2 separate regions of the Sus scrofa genome follow, and region 1 is linked to region 2. The links are chromatin contacts, called in public Hi-C maps. All regions are on one chromosome and are shown on one strand. Each heading gives the region's core, a stretch centred on a gene start, on an enhancer-like site or on the middle of the called end of the contact. The rest is flanking DNA. Distances are from core to core; before and after follow the strand shown.

Region 1 (5,999 bases), core at 1,191-3,690, 290 kb after region 2:
ACTACTCGGGCTCATTACTACTGAGCCACAATGGGAACTCCGAAAATGGTTATCTTTAAAACATTTATTTTCTGTTCATTTCTGGGAAACAGAAAGGATCAACATCTAGAAACTAATTTTTGTACCTGGCAACTTTATCAAACTCTATTAGTTCTAATATCTTATCTGTAAAATCTATTGGAGTTTCACATTATCTTCAAATAATTATAATTTGTTTCTTACTTTCAGTCCTTAGGACTTTTCTTTCTTTTTCTTATTTACTGAGCTGGCTAGGGACTTCAGGAAAGCAGTGACTCCAAAGGTGACTGAATTTTGGTTTTCTATTTTGAAGGCAGAGCCAAGAGGATTTGCTGACAAATTGCATTTAGGCTGTGAGAGCAAGAGAGGAATCAAGGTTGAGTTCAGCCTTTCCACAGAAAAGAAAATCATGGACATGGAGAACAGACTTGTGGTTGCCAAGAAGAGGGAAGGAGTGGGAGGGACTGGGAATTTGGGGTTAATAGATGCAAACTATAGCTCTTGGAATGGATAAGCAATGGGATCCTGCTGTATAACACTGGGAACTATGTCTGGTCACTTGTGATGGAGCGTGATAATATGAGAGAAAAGAATGTATACATGTATGTGTGACTGGGTCACCTTCCTATGCAGCGAAAAAGTGACAGGACACTGCAAATCAGCTATAATAGAAAAAATAAAAATCATTATAAAAATTTTAAAAATTAAAAAAAAAAAAAAAGGTTGAGTTCAGGATTTGGGCCTGAACATTTGGAAAAATGACACTGCAGGCCAAGCCAGAGGTTTGTTGATTGTACAGTTCTGGTAATTAAATGAAGAAAAGACAGAAACCAAATGATATTTATTGGCAATGATCTAACAGGCTTGAGCCTGATTTACCAAAAATAACTCACACTCTAGTAAAAATTTAAAACATTTACAAATGCTCCTAATTGGGCCTAACTTGGGATTTCCTATTCAGTTACTGCCCTCTACAGGAAGCTTGTCTGAATATGAGCTGTGCGTGCTGATAAAAATCCAACCCCCAAAATAGAGGTTAATTTATTCCTCCATCCTCAGTCTTTCCTGTTTCCACTACACACACACACACACACACACACACACCTTGTTTTGCAATCCTGCCCCAGGTCAGGAAAGTACAACAGAACCTCCCAGGAAATCTGGTCCCTGCAAGGCACTTCAAGTAGCTTTTCTGGAAAGATGTCCTAGAAGGGCCAGCTGAGATTCTATGGGCTTACCCTAAAAACAGTGAAGGGGCAATGAAGAGGTGACCCTGCAAAAACCCTGGGTCATAGAAAGAGATCTCATTGTCCCAGCTGGAAGGCCAATGTGACCATCCTTTATCACATGGCTCTTAAGTCACTGGTACAGCCTGAGGTTTCCTTGCACAAGGAAGCAAAACTCTAAGAAGCTGGCACATTTAACAATGCAAAAGACTGTTCAAGCCACATTAACCTTCCACCCAGTTCCCTGACGCTGATTTACAACACACACAGGGTACCTCACTGGGATAAGGGCTGGTGCTCCCCTCACATGCCACCCAATCTCAGGAATGTAAGCTTCAAAAAGTCAAGGACATTGTCCCATAAGCCTCTCTGTTCTCATTGTCCAAAATGATACCCGTCATATAATAGGTATATGATAATATTTTTTGGAATTGTCATTTTAAAGGCTTTTAAAAGTATTAAAAGGGTTAAATTTTCATGTGTCCTAACCAAAAATCAATGTTGTTTAAAACTGATGAGTCAAGAAAAATCACACTGTTACTGCAGAGAGGTAAATATCAAAAGAAATTGCTGATGAAGTTAAAAGCTTTGCCTATGTGGAGTGGAACTGCAGCAGGAAAAGGACCAATTTTTATCACTTTCATTTTTGTATTTGCAAGTGTCTTCATGATTTTCTAGTTTGCGTATTCAAATCATACACATTTATCTAATATAATATTCATTTTTGTGTATGATCTACCGTCTTCATCCGTACATTCACATTACATAATTGCAATCATAGCTATATATTTTATAATTGGCTTTTTTTCCCTTAGTCCACAGGTTCAGTTATAGTAAAGAGTTCACTGCGTTTTTAGTTTTCATAATTACCATGTCAATTACTGTATGACATTCCAATGTGTTACTGTACCATAATTTAGCTAAATACCTTAAAGTGGAACATTCTGCATTGTTTCCACTTTTCCATTGAAAATAATGCTGCAATAAAAACTCTCAGGCACCGTCTTATCCGTTCTGCCTCTTTGAATCATACTGTTCAATCACATTCTGGGGTCCCATCTAGGCACCCCAACTCAAACCAGCGACAAAGGACAACCTGCTAGCATCAGCGGGACCCAGACCTTGGAGCCCGCGCGGTGGCGCGTCGTCTCCTCCCAGGGGGCGTGGCCTCCCCCAGGGGCGGGGCCTATCACGTCTCCGCCCCGCGCTGCGTCACCGACGTCCCGCCCGGCTAGCCCCGGGTGCGGTTTGCGTGTGCTGGCGTCTCTGCTGCCCCTCGCTGCCGACCTCCGGAGCGTGGACGCTGGGTGTGCCGGCCATGGTCCCCCGGTTGGAGGCCGAGCTCTTGGTACTGAACCCGCTGCGCGCCGTATGGCTCACGCTGGCCGCCGCCTTCCTGTTGACCCTCCTGCTGCAGCTCATGCCGCCCCGCCTGCTTCCGGGCTGCGCGCTCTTCCAGGACCTCATCCGCCATGGAAAAACGAAGCATGGGGGACCGCCGCGCCCTGCTATCTGCCGGGCCTTTGATGTCCCCAAGAGGTAACCGTGCTCGGGCGCGAGTCTCGGTGGCTAAAGCGTGCCGGGCTCAGACAGCCAGCAGGGGGCAGCAGAGGCGGGCGTGAGCCGAAGCGGACCCGGCCGGGGAGGCCCAGAGGAGTTCCCAGACAGGCCGCCCGCCTGCGCAGCCCGCTTCTGCTGCGTGGCCCTGGGGGCGAAATGCGCCGCGGTTCCGCCGTCACCGGTGATGCTGAGCCGCGCGCATCCTCGAGGGCGCAGGAAGGTGAATTGGTGGTTGCACGTAGTCTTTCCTTTGGGGAAAGACTTCCAAATTTAGGCCTGGTCACAAGTTCAAGTCTCTTTTGCCCCCAGATTCTCCTCCTTCCCTTCTCCTGCACTTTAGGGGCTCATCATCTGTCTTGAGGTCTGCGGAACTCACTAGAAATGAAGGCAAGCCCCCCCTTCGCTCCTCTCTGTGCCCTATGTGTCTCATCAATCCTCGCAGTCAGGACTAAGTCTGAGAAGCTGGTTACCGGCTGACGCCACTGACTCTCAAACCCGCACTTTGGCAGGTGCCCCTGGAGAAAATTGCCCGAGATGGCACGTTTTAGGCAAAGCAGGTCCCCCCAAGCGCCATTTGACTTTCAGCAAATTTCATAACTGAATTTAATGGGAAGTTACACCGTTAGGGCTTAAATAGAATTCTTTCAGAAATTGTAAGGCCTGTTTGGCGATATTTTTGTTTCTCTGTTTTTACTTTAAATTCAGAATATAGCCAGAACAGTGAGCCACCCACTTCTAGATGGTAGGAACAAAAGCCATGACTTTACTTGGAGGTACGTCCTAAGTTGGCATTTAGGAAAGAATATGGAGAAATATGACAGGGTTTATGATGTATAAACACCTTGGTCACTTACTGCTTAACCTCTCTGTAGGCAGTGCCCCATATTCACAGACAGGATAGGGCCTAAGTAAACTTGGCTTCCAAACCGTGGCTTCCCATTTTGGAGAAAGATTCATCAGGTATTAACACTGAGAGGGGAGAACTAGATCATTCTGAGCAACAGTGAAGGGAATGAGGTCCTGGGAAGAAGTAGAGGATTCAAACATGAGGATTAAACTTACTAGTTATTACAGGCTCTTTACAAGTGGAAATTTCCTGTTACTATTTTTGGCTTTGTTTGCTTGTTTGTTTGCCTTTTTAGGGCCACGCTGGTGGAATGTGGAGGTTCCCAGGCTAGCAGTCAAATCTGGCCTACACCACAGCCACAGCAATGCAGGATCTGAGCAGCATCTGCAACCTACACCACAGCTCAGAACAGTGCCAGATCTTTAACCCAGTGAATGATGCCAGGGATAGAACCCACATCCTCATGGATACTAGTTGGGTTCATCACCACTGAGACCCCAGGAGAACTCCCCTGTCACTATTTTTAATCAGGTTTCGACTATACTAAGTACTTTTCTACCTCATAGCGGAGGCATTCCTAGGTTGTCATTTATTTTAATGTTATAAAGTGAAGAAAAAAATTATTTTGAGAGTGTCAATTCTAGCAATTTATTTTCTGCATTTTGAAAAGGTACCAGTGGGAGTTCCTGTTGTGGCTCAGCAGTAATGAACCTGACTAGGATCCATGAGGACTCGGGTTCGATCCCTGGCCTCGCTCAGTGGATTAGGATCCGACGTTGCCATGAGCTGTGGTATAGGTTGCAGACGCATCTCGGATCTGGCATTGCTGTGACTGTGTCAGAGGCCAGCAGCTGTAGCTCCGATTAGACCCCTATCCTGGGAACCTCCATATGCTGTGGTGCGGCCCTAAAAAAAAAAAAAAAAAAAAAAAAAAAAAGGCAAAAAATAAATAAATACAACTTTTCCTTGTTCAAAATTTAGTAGTACTCTTAAAAGTGGAAATGAGCCTGTAAGTTCTATACTCCATTTCTAATGGACAGCTATAAATCATGTTTCTTCATCTAAAAGCTTAGGTAATTTTGTTTGGGATTATTTTTTCCTAAAGAGACAAGAATTAAACCTAAAATGAGTTCATGGAGTTTGATTTCAGTAGCCCTGTCTGATATTTTTCCTTTTTTTTTTTTTTTTAAGTTAATATGATAATTGTTTTTCTTGTTTTCTTTTTGGTTCCTAGCGTTTTGATTTCCCAGAAAGTCTGATTAAATATATGACCTAGAAAATGAGTTAAAGTGCTCTTGGCTTGCATAGTGTATTTGGAGGTACTTCTCTTTCTAATATTTCAAAATGTTATGGAAACACTGCAATTGAATGAGCTCTAGAGACAAAGAGAACCATCCAGGCTTTCCCTACTGGAGTTCAGGGGTCCTAACCAGCAGTCCAGGGGGGGGTCTGTGGATAGAATTTGGGGCAAATCAGATTGAAAAAAATTACATCTTTATTTCACTAACTTCCAGCTGATTTAGTTAGTGAAATAAAGTTCAGCATTTCTTTAATGATGAACGTAATCAACAAACCACAGTAGCATTAGCAGTACCTGCAATTTCGTGGCGGGTTTTTTTTAATATTACATTAAAAATATTGAAGGGATCTCAAAACATTATTTTTATCACTGTAAGAATACTATATTGTTATTCTCCACTAGATTTTGTTATTTAACACGTTGAAGAAACAGCACGTATATTACTATATCACATATGTTTCTTAGTGGTTATATTATCTCTATTTCAGTATAACTGGTTTGTAATCCCTAAGTATTTTTTGCTTGGCAAGGGGCCCGTAGTCATCACCAGACTGCCAAAAGAGTCTGTGGAAGAAAAATGTTAAGAACCCTTGTTCAAGGAATTCCCATTGTGGCACAGCAGAAATGAATCTGATTAGTAACCATGAGGTTGTGGGTTCAATCCCTGGCCTTGCTCAGAGGGTTAACAATCTGGTGTTGAGCTGTGGTGTAGGTCACAAATGAGGCTCAGATATGGCGTTGCTGTGGTTCTGACGTAGGCCAGCAGCTGTGGCTCCTGTTCAACCCCTAGCCTGGGAACCTCCATATGCCACGAATGTGACCTTAAAAAAAAGAAAAAAAAAAAAAAAAAAGAACTCTTGTTCTAGACTATAAACTTTCCATACAATTACTTTTGTCTTATTTGTTGCCATAGCCCTGGCCCAATCCCTGATCAGTAATTATCAGTGTTTTGAATGAATTTGAAAAAAAAAAGGTTTTAGGTTTAACTGGTTTGTTGATTAACTTGACTCCTTTCTCTGAGGGTAACTTTGGATGAGATACCTTCTCT
Region 2 (6,171 bases), core at 1,552-4,051:
CATGAAGGGAAGGGCATTTGGGGAGATGAGTAGGTCATGAGGGAGGAATGGGATTAGTTCCCTTCTATAGAAGAGACAGGACAGTTTGCTCCACCTCTGCTCTCCACCAGGTGATGGTACAAGAAGACAGCCAACTGCAAACAGAAAAGGAGGCTCTCACCAGATACTGGGTCCCTGGGTGCCTTGATCTTGGACTTCTCAGCCTCCAGAACTCTGAAAAATAAATATCTGTTGTTTAAGCCACCCCGTCTATGGTATGCTGTCATAGCTAGGATAACAAGTTACCTTGTGTGAGAATTATTTTTGTATTTATATATCCCTCTCACTGGGCCATGGATCCAGGGGACGAAGTCCATATATATATATATTTTTTAATCTTATATTCCAAGAACACCTAGCACAGTGCTTCACACATGAAGTCTTTAGACACATTTATTGAAATGAATCAACAGTTCTGCCCAGGCATGGGTGATGGATCCCCCTAAAATGGATGGATATGAAAAACTGCGATTCAGAGAGATTCTGCAGCCTACCCAAGGTTTCACCTCATGGACATATCCTGAAATAGATGGCCTTATGAAAATGTTACTTGATTTGCTGAGGCCTTCCAGGAGACAATTCCTTCAAAAATAAAAGCAAAATGCATTGCTTTTTAGGGCCGCCCCTGTGGCATATGGGGCTAGGGGGCTGAAACGGAGCTACAGCTGCCAGGCTACACCACAGCCACAGCAACTTGGGATCTGAGCCACATCTTCGACCTGCACCACAGCTCACAGCAATGCCAGATCCTTAACCCACTGAGTGAGGCCGGGGATCAAACCTGTGTCCTCATGGATACTAGGCAGCTTCGTTACCCCTGAGCCACAATGGGAACTCCAAAATGCTCTGCTTCTTGAAGAAATGGAAGAAATGGATTCCCCCCCCCCCCGTGGATAATAACATCTGTGTAAATAACCCTGTTTCTTTCTTTGCTTTGGTCATCAGGCAGCTCTGAGGCAAATTTACTGCTCAATTTTTATTGCTTTGTAAGATCTTTTTGGTTCCCTCATCTCCATTCTTGTTCTAATTTGTATTTCTCTGGCCCTGTTATTCAATTTTAAGCCTATGTTATATTATATGTATTTCCTGTATTGTTTGTTGAACAAGGTATGGGATACTAATAAGCCAATTCTGACTCAAATAATGCAATTTTTCTTTCAAAGCACAGGGATGCCTTAGACAACAATGACAAGGGTTTAAACAAAGGGATAGCTCCTTGAATCTCATAAGGCAGAATGCTCTATTTTCCTCAAACTTCGCTCCAGTTCTGGAGATGGTACTGGTGGTGAGAGTTCTTTGCTGGGCTTCTGCTTTGATCAACAATTTAACCTTGACAAGTTCCCTTTTTTAATATGGGGTTAGCCTTGCTCACTGCACAACTCCACTTGGCTTCATGGGTTAATGTTTAAAATCATTTATAATATGAAAAATTGGGGGTGGTTTCTGTCTCAGTTGCAGTGTTGACCTTGATCTTTGTGAAAGGGGAGTGCACTTCAAGTTTTTCTGATCTACAAAAGCATTTCCCTTATGAGTTTGCTGAAGTCACCAGAAAAATAAGTAGAACCAGTTACCAGCAAAAAAGCAACCTAAACTGGATATGTGACTATGACTCAGAGACATCAAACAAAGCGTAGAAAGAGGTGGGGGGCAAAAATCTAGGACTTGCAGGCGCACGGGACCATCCAGATTTCCAGGAGAAATTACGGAAACACCTGCAAGGTCAAGGCAGGAAGTCCAGGGCCGATGCTCAGCAAGGGAAGTGCCCTCCTTGCGACTGCTGCCAAGGAGCTGAAATGCCCCAGAACCAGGGCCAGGGAGACTGATGGGAGACCAGGGAGAAAACTCAAGGAACAACCCACAGTTCAGCAACTCAAGTTCAGCCACACAGAAGGGAAGACAGTCTTGAGGATTTGCAACCCGGCAAACAGCCTTAGCCAGGATGTAGCTCAAAAAGCATTGTGTTACAATACAGAATCTGTGTTTGGGGAAAAAATCTCTTGACACCTTTTGCTTCTGTTCCCATCCAGGCTTTGCCAATCATGGCACTGCAAAGGGCTAATGAAAGGATAAAGTAAACAGGGTTGATTGCACAGCGTTCTAATCAAACAGTTGGGAAACTTTGCAATCTCGGAAAAGACAAAGTCTACACAACCTCAGCTGAATAACAGATAATTGGCTGGATAAATACATCCAGGAGGGGCTTGGACAGCTTTGGGTATGAAAGGAATGTCTCACTTTCGCTCCACGGGGGTGTGGTGAGGTAGGACTGAGATGGGGGTGGATTGCTAGGGACTCACTTCAAGTCCTGCCAGTTTGGCAAGAAACCTCCTGCCTCGCTGGGCTGGCTCACCCAGCATACCTCCAGCCCTCCTCTGCTCCAGGCACACCCTTTTGTACCAGTCCCCAGAAGAGAGCTCCCTTTCAGCCCAACCATTTAGCATCTCCACCTTTGTGACCCTCACACTTTGCATCAGCCCGGCATTGTTCAGCCTGACAGTTGACCCGGCCTCCTGGTTTTCTTTAAATAATAGGAGAACGTTGGCTCTCTGAAAATACCAGGCTGCATCCAAATTTAAAAAAGAAAAATAGGAGAGGAAAGCATTCAAACAAAACTCTTGGAATGGGGCTCCTGTGGTAACATACCGAATAAAGGAAAACAGGAAAGCAATTGCAATATTAAAAATAGATGACTTCCTGCATGTAAATTCTTCGCTGACCTTGTTGATTGGAGTGTGGTCAGTGTTTGCTGGCCTGCCACCTCCTGACTTCATGAGAGTCCGGGGCAAGGAACAGTTCTCAGGGCTTTGTAATTCGCCTCTCCTCCACTCTCATCACTCCCATTTTCTTTTCTTTTTATTTTCTAGGACCGCACTCGCAGCATGTGGAAGTTCCCAGACTAGGGTTGAATCAGGGCTGCAGCTGCCAGCCTACACCACAGCCATAGCAACGTGGGATCCAAGACACATCTGCGACCTACACCACAGCTCACAGCAACACTGGATCCTTAGCCCACTGAGTGGGGCAGGCATTGAACCTGCGTCAACATGGATACTAGTTGGGTTCATTCCGCTGAGCCACAACAGGAACTCCCCACCACTCCCATTTTCAAAGCATTTGTTAATACATGTGCCCATGGGGCATCAAACATTTTCTCCTTGATATGAAGTGACTATCAGAGATCAATTACTTATCTTTTGTTTCACTCCTCTGTGTCTAAGGAGACTTGACTGAACATTGAGACTATCTCAGAGGATCCTGGAGCAGAGATGTTACCCATGCCTAATACCATGTGCCACTGTGATGACATCAGGGTCCACTGGCCATGTAGCACAACAGCAGTAATGGAGACAATAATGCATCATCCTGCTGGAGAGCATTCATCCACCAGGGGACACTCAGTGGGCACCTACCACATGCAGGCATGCTCTGTGAACTTGGGACACACCCATGCCCTCAGTGACCTTGGATTCCAGTTGGATAAAACAGACAATAAGCAATAAGCATAGGAAATAAGAAAATGACGTGGTGTGTTCTAGATAGGTATATGGAAACAAGGAAAAGAAAGTAGCGTAAGGAAGATGGGAAAATGCGTGGTATTAAATACCATAAAGAGGACCTTAGTAAGAAGGTAATAAATAAGCAGAGTTCCCATTGTGGCTCAGCGGTAATGAACCCAACTAGTGTCCATGAGGATGCTGATTTGATCCCTGGCCTTGCTGAGTGGGTCAAGAATCCAGTGTTTCCGTGAGTGTGATGTGGGTCACAGATGCATCTCGGGTCTGGCGTTGCTGCGGCTGTGGTGTAGGCCAGGAGTTGCAGCTTCTATTCAACCCCTAGCCTGGGAACTTCCATATGCTACAGGGGAAGCTCTAAATAAATAAATAAATAAATAAATAAATATAATAAAAAATAAGCTAAGACTCAAGGTGAGGCAAGTATCTCAATAAAGTGTCCAGGCCAATGTGCAAAGGTCCTGAGGCAGGATCATGATGCTTAATGAACAATGACTCAGCTTCCCTCTCTTCCTCTGCCAGGAGGCCCCAGACATGACAGCTCCTCTCTGTGGGCAGCAGAGGGAAAAGCTTTGAAGCAGCAGGAGTAATGATGAAAACGGTTTCAAGAAGGGCAGTTTTTTGGAATTGGGGTGTGCATAGGCAAAAAGGCGAGGCTGAAGGTTAAAAAAAAGGAGCATGTTCCAAGATTCCACTCCCTGAGTGGAGAATCGGGACTGGAATCTCAAGGGCACACCCAAAACAAGTCAGCAGGAGACAAGGAAGGTCGTTGTGTTTTAATTCCGCATGCAGTTATGAGTGTGGCCAGGTGCCTTCTGAGGCACTCGTGGAATTTGGCCTGGGATCACAAAATCTTAGGATTGTTCCTTCCCAGCTGTGCTTGTCCCCTGATCCCCTTCTTTGGAACGCCTTGGTCACTGGAGTTCTCTTAACCTTTCTCCGTTCATGGCCACTCTGAAATGAGATCTCTGCGAGGGGAGATCTGAATCTCTCAGGACAGCCCCTCCTATCTCCCCCAAGCAGGCTGTTCTTTGTTACGGGAGCTCCTGGTGTCAATTCACACCCAGAGTTAAAGAGGCATGGGTGTGGCCAGGGTGTGGGAACTCAGGTATTTATCAAGAAACATTTGATTTTCTCCCATAGCCATTGGGGTTCTAGGACAAGAGGGAGTTATGGAGCCAGAAGCTTGTGTATCTAAAACCCTCTGTAGTTCCTATTGTGGCTTAGCGGTAACGACCTCGACCAAGAACTATGAGGATGCTGGTTCCATCTCCGGCCTCGCTCAGTGGGGTTAAGGATACAGCATTGCCATGAACTATGGTGTAGGTCACAGACTTTGCTTGGATCCAGCATTGCTGTGGCTGTGGTGCAGGCTGGCAGCTGCAGCTCTGATTCGACCCCTAGCCTGGAACTTCCGTGTGCAGCCCTAAAAAGCAAAAGAATTTTATAAATAAATAAAAATAGAACCCTTTCAGTTTCCCATTGTTTGGGGTGGGGGAAGTCATCACTCCTTAACAGTTTTCATGCTTTTCTATCTTTCCAAGTCCTCCTTGCTAACTGAATACCTGTGCACTGCCCCAGGTGTACATACCTGCTATCCCAGAATTCTCTTCCAGTTCCGTCTTCACCTAGCTAAAGCCTACTCATCCTTCAAGTCCAGCTAATCCTTCCTCAGGGAAAAAATTTCCTACCCCCCTAATTAGGTTGAGCCACCATCCTTCCAGAACTTATCATGGCACCAGCCCAGAGTAGGTGCTCAATAAACAGTGATGCTTTATAAATTTAGTTGATGAATGAATTAATGAGCAGAAAGAGAATCTAAAATTAATGTGCATTAAAAAACAAAACAAAACAAAAAACCTAACTGAGGACCAGGTGGACAAAAGTCTCTGCCACAAAGGAAGGAGAGGAGAAGAAAAGAAAATACATTCTTTAAGGTCTAAAGTGCTTTGGCTCAAGGCAATTCTCAGGCCAGGTCAACCAGGTCAATCGCCAGAAAAAGCAATGGGGATTCGTTCTAGGACATTCATCTTCTGACTTAATGTCAAAAGTAACATTGTTAGCCCTGTTCACTGAGACTGAAAATGAGCTGAATCCCCCCAGGCAGATGGGGCGACAGAAGGGCACAGCCAGGAAAGCTAAACACCTCCATGCTTTAAGAGTAAAGAAACTAAATGCCAAGAACATAATTTTAACTTCTTTCCCCGTCTTGATCCAGTGTGCATGACCCTGGGCAAGTCACTTAGCTTTCTGAATTATATTCTCATTGTTCAAAAAAAGATAAACTTTAGGGATATTGGGAGAAGAAGGATATTAGCCAAGTTTATGTATGACCGAAGGTCTCACACAATAGTGGTTTATTAATGATTACCGATGCTATCCCCAGCTGTTCTCCAGTATGATTTTATTAGTCCCAGTGCTGTTTCCTGATTCGTTTCCATTCAGGAAGCTTTGAAATAATGGTTAGCAGAGGGCCACATTGCAAAAATAAAAAATCTCACTCTTTTAACTTTTCCTTCCACTTTAATCCCACTGCCCATCCTTCCTCTCTCCCCAACTTCAGCTGGAGTCCTTCCATTCCTGTGATCAATCACGCTCTGGGGAGAACCTTAGTCCTGAC

What was found. A called contact is a pair of places that touch in the nucleus more often than the background predicts.
Region 1: a Hi-C map of omental adipose tissue shows a contact between it and region 2, with 1.9 times the contacts expected there. The contact joins the promoter of LOC100525350 here to the enhancer-like site in region 2. A contact is called at or near these places in 1 of 5 promoter capture datasets (fetal skeletal muscle), 2 of 47 Hi-C or Micro-C datasets (alveolar macrophages and omental adipose tissue) and 2 of 2 datasets of contacts at active chromatin or transcription factors (alveolar macrophages and skeletal muscle).

The regions. Positions count from the first base shown.
Region 1 is chr8:42,021,912-42,027,910 of Sscrofa11.1, forward strand. It overlaps LOC100525350 (polyprenol reductase), which reads left to right and starts at 2,441. Exons shown (of 7, transcript XR_298920.3): 1 at 2,441-2,783.
Region 2 is chr8:41,733,135-41,739,305 of Sscrofa11.1, forward strand. No RefSeq gene overlaps it. Among named protein-coding and RNA genes, the nearest start is that of KDR, 120 kb to the right of the region's middle. Within about 2 kb of position 2,802, at least 15 of the 83 cell types and tissues checked have an H3K27ac peak or open chromatin away from gene starts, as enhancers often do. A contact at or near this core is called in omental adipose tissue, where this site is marked.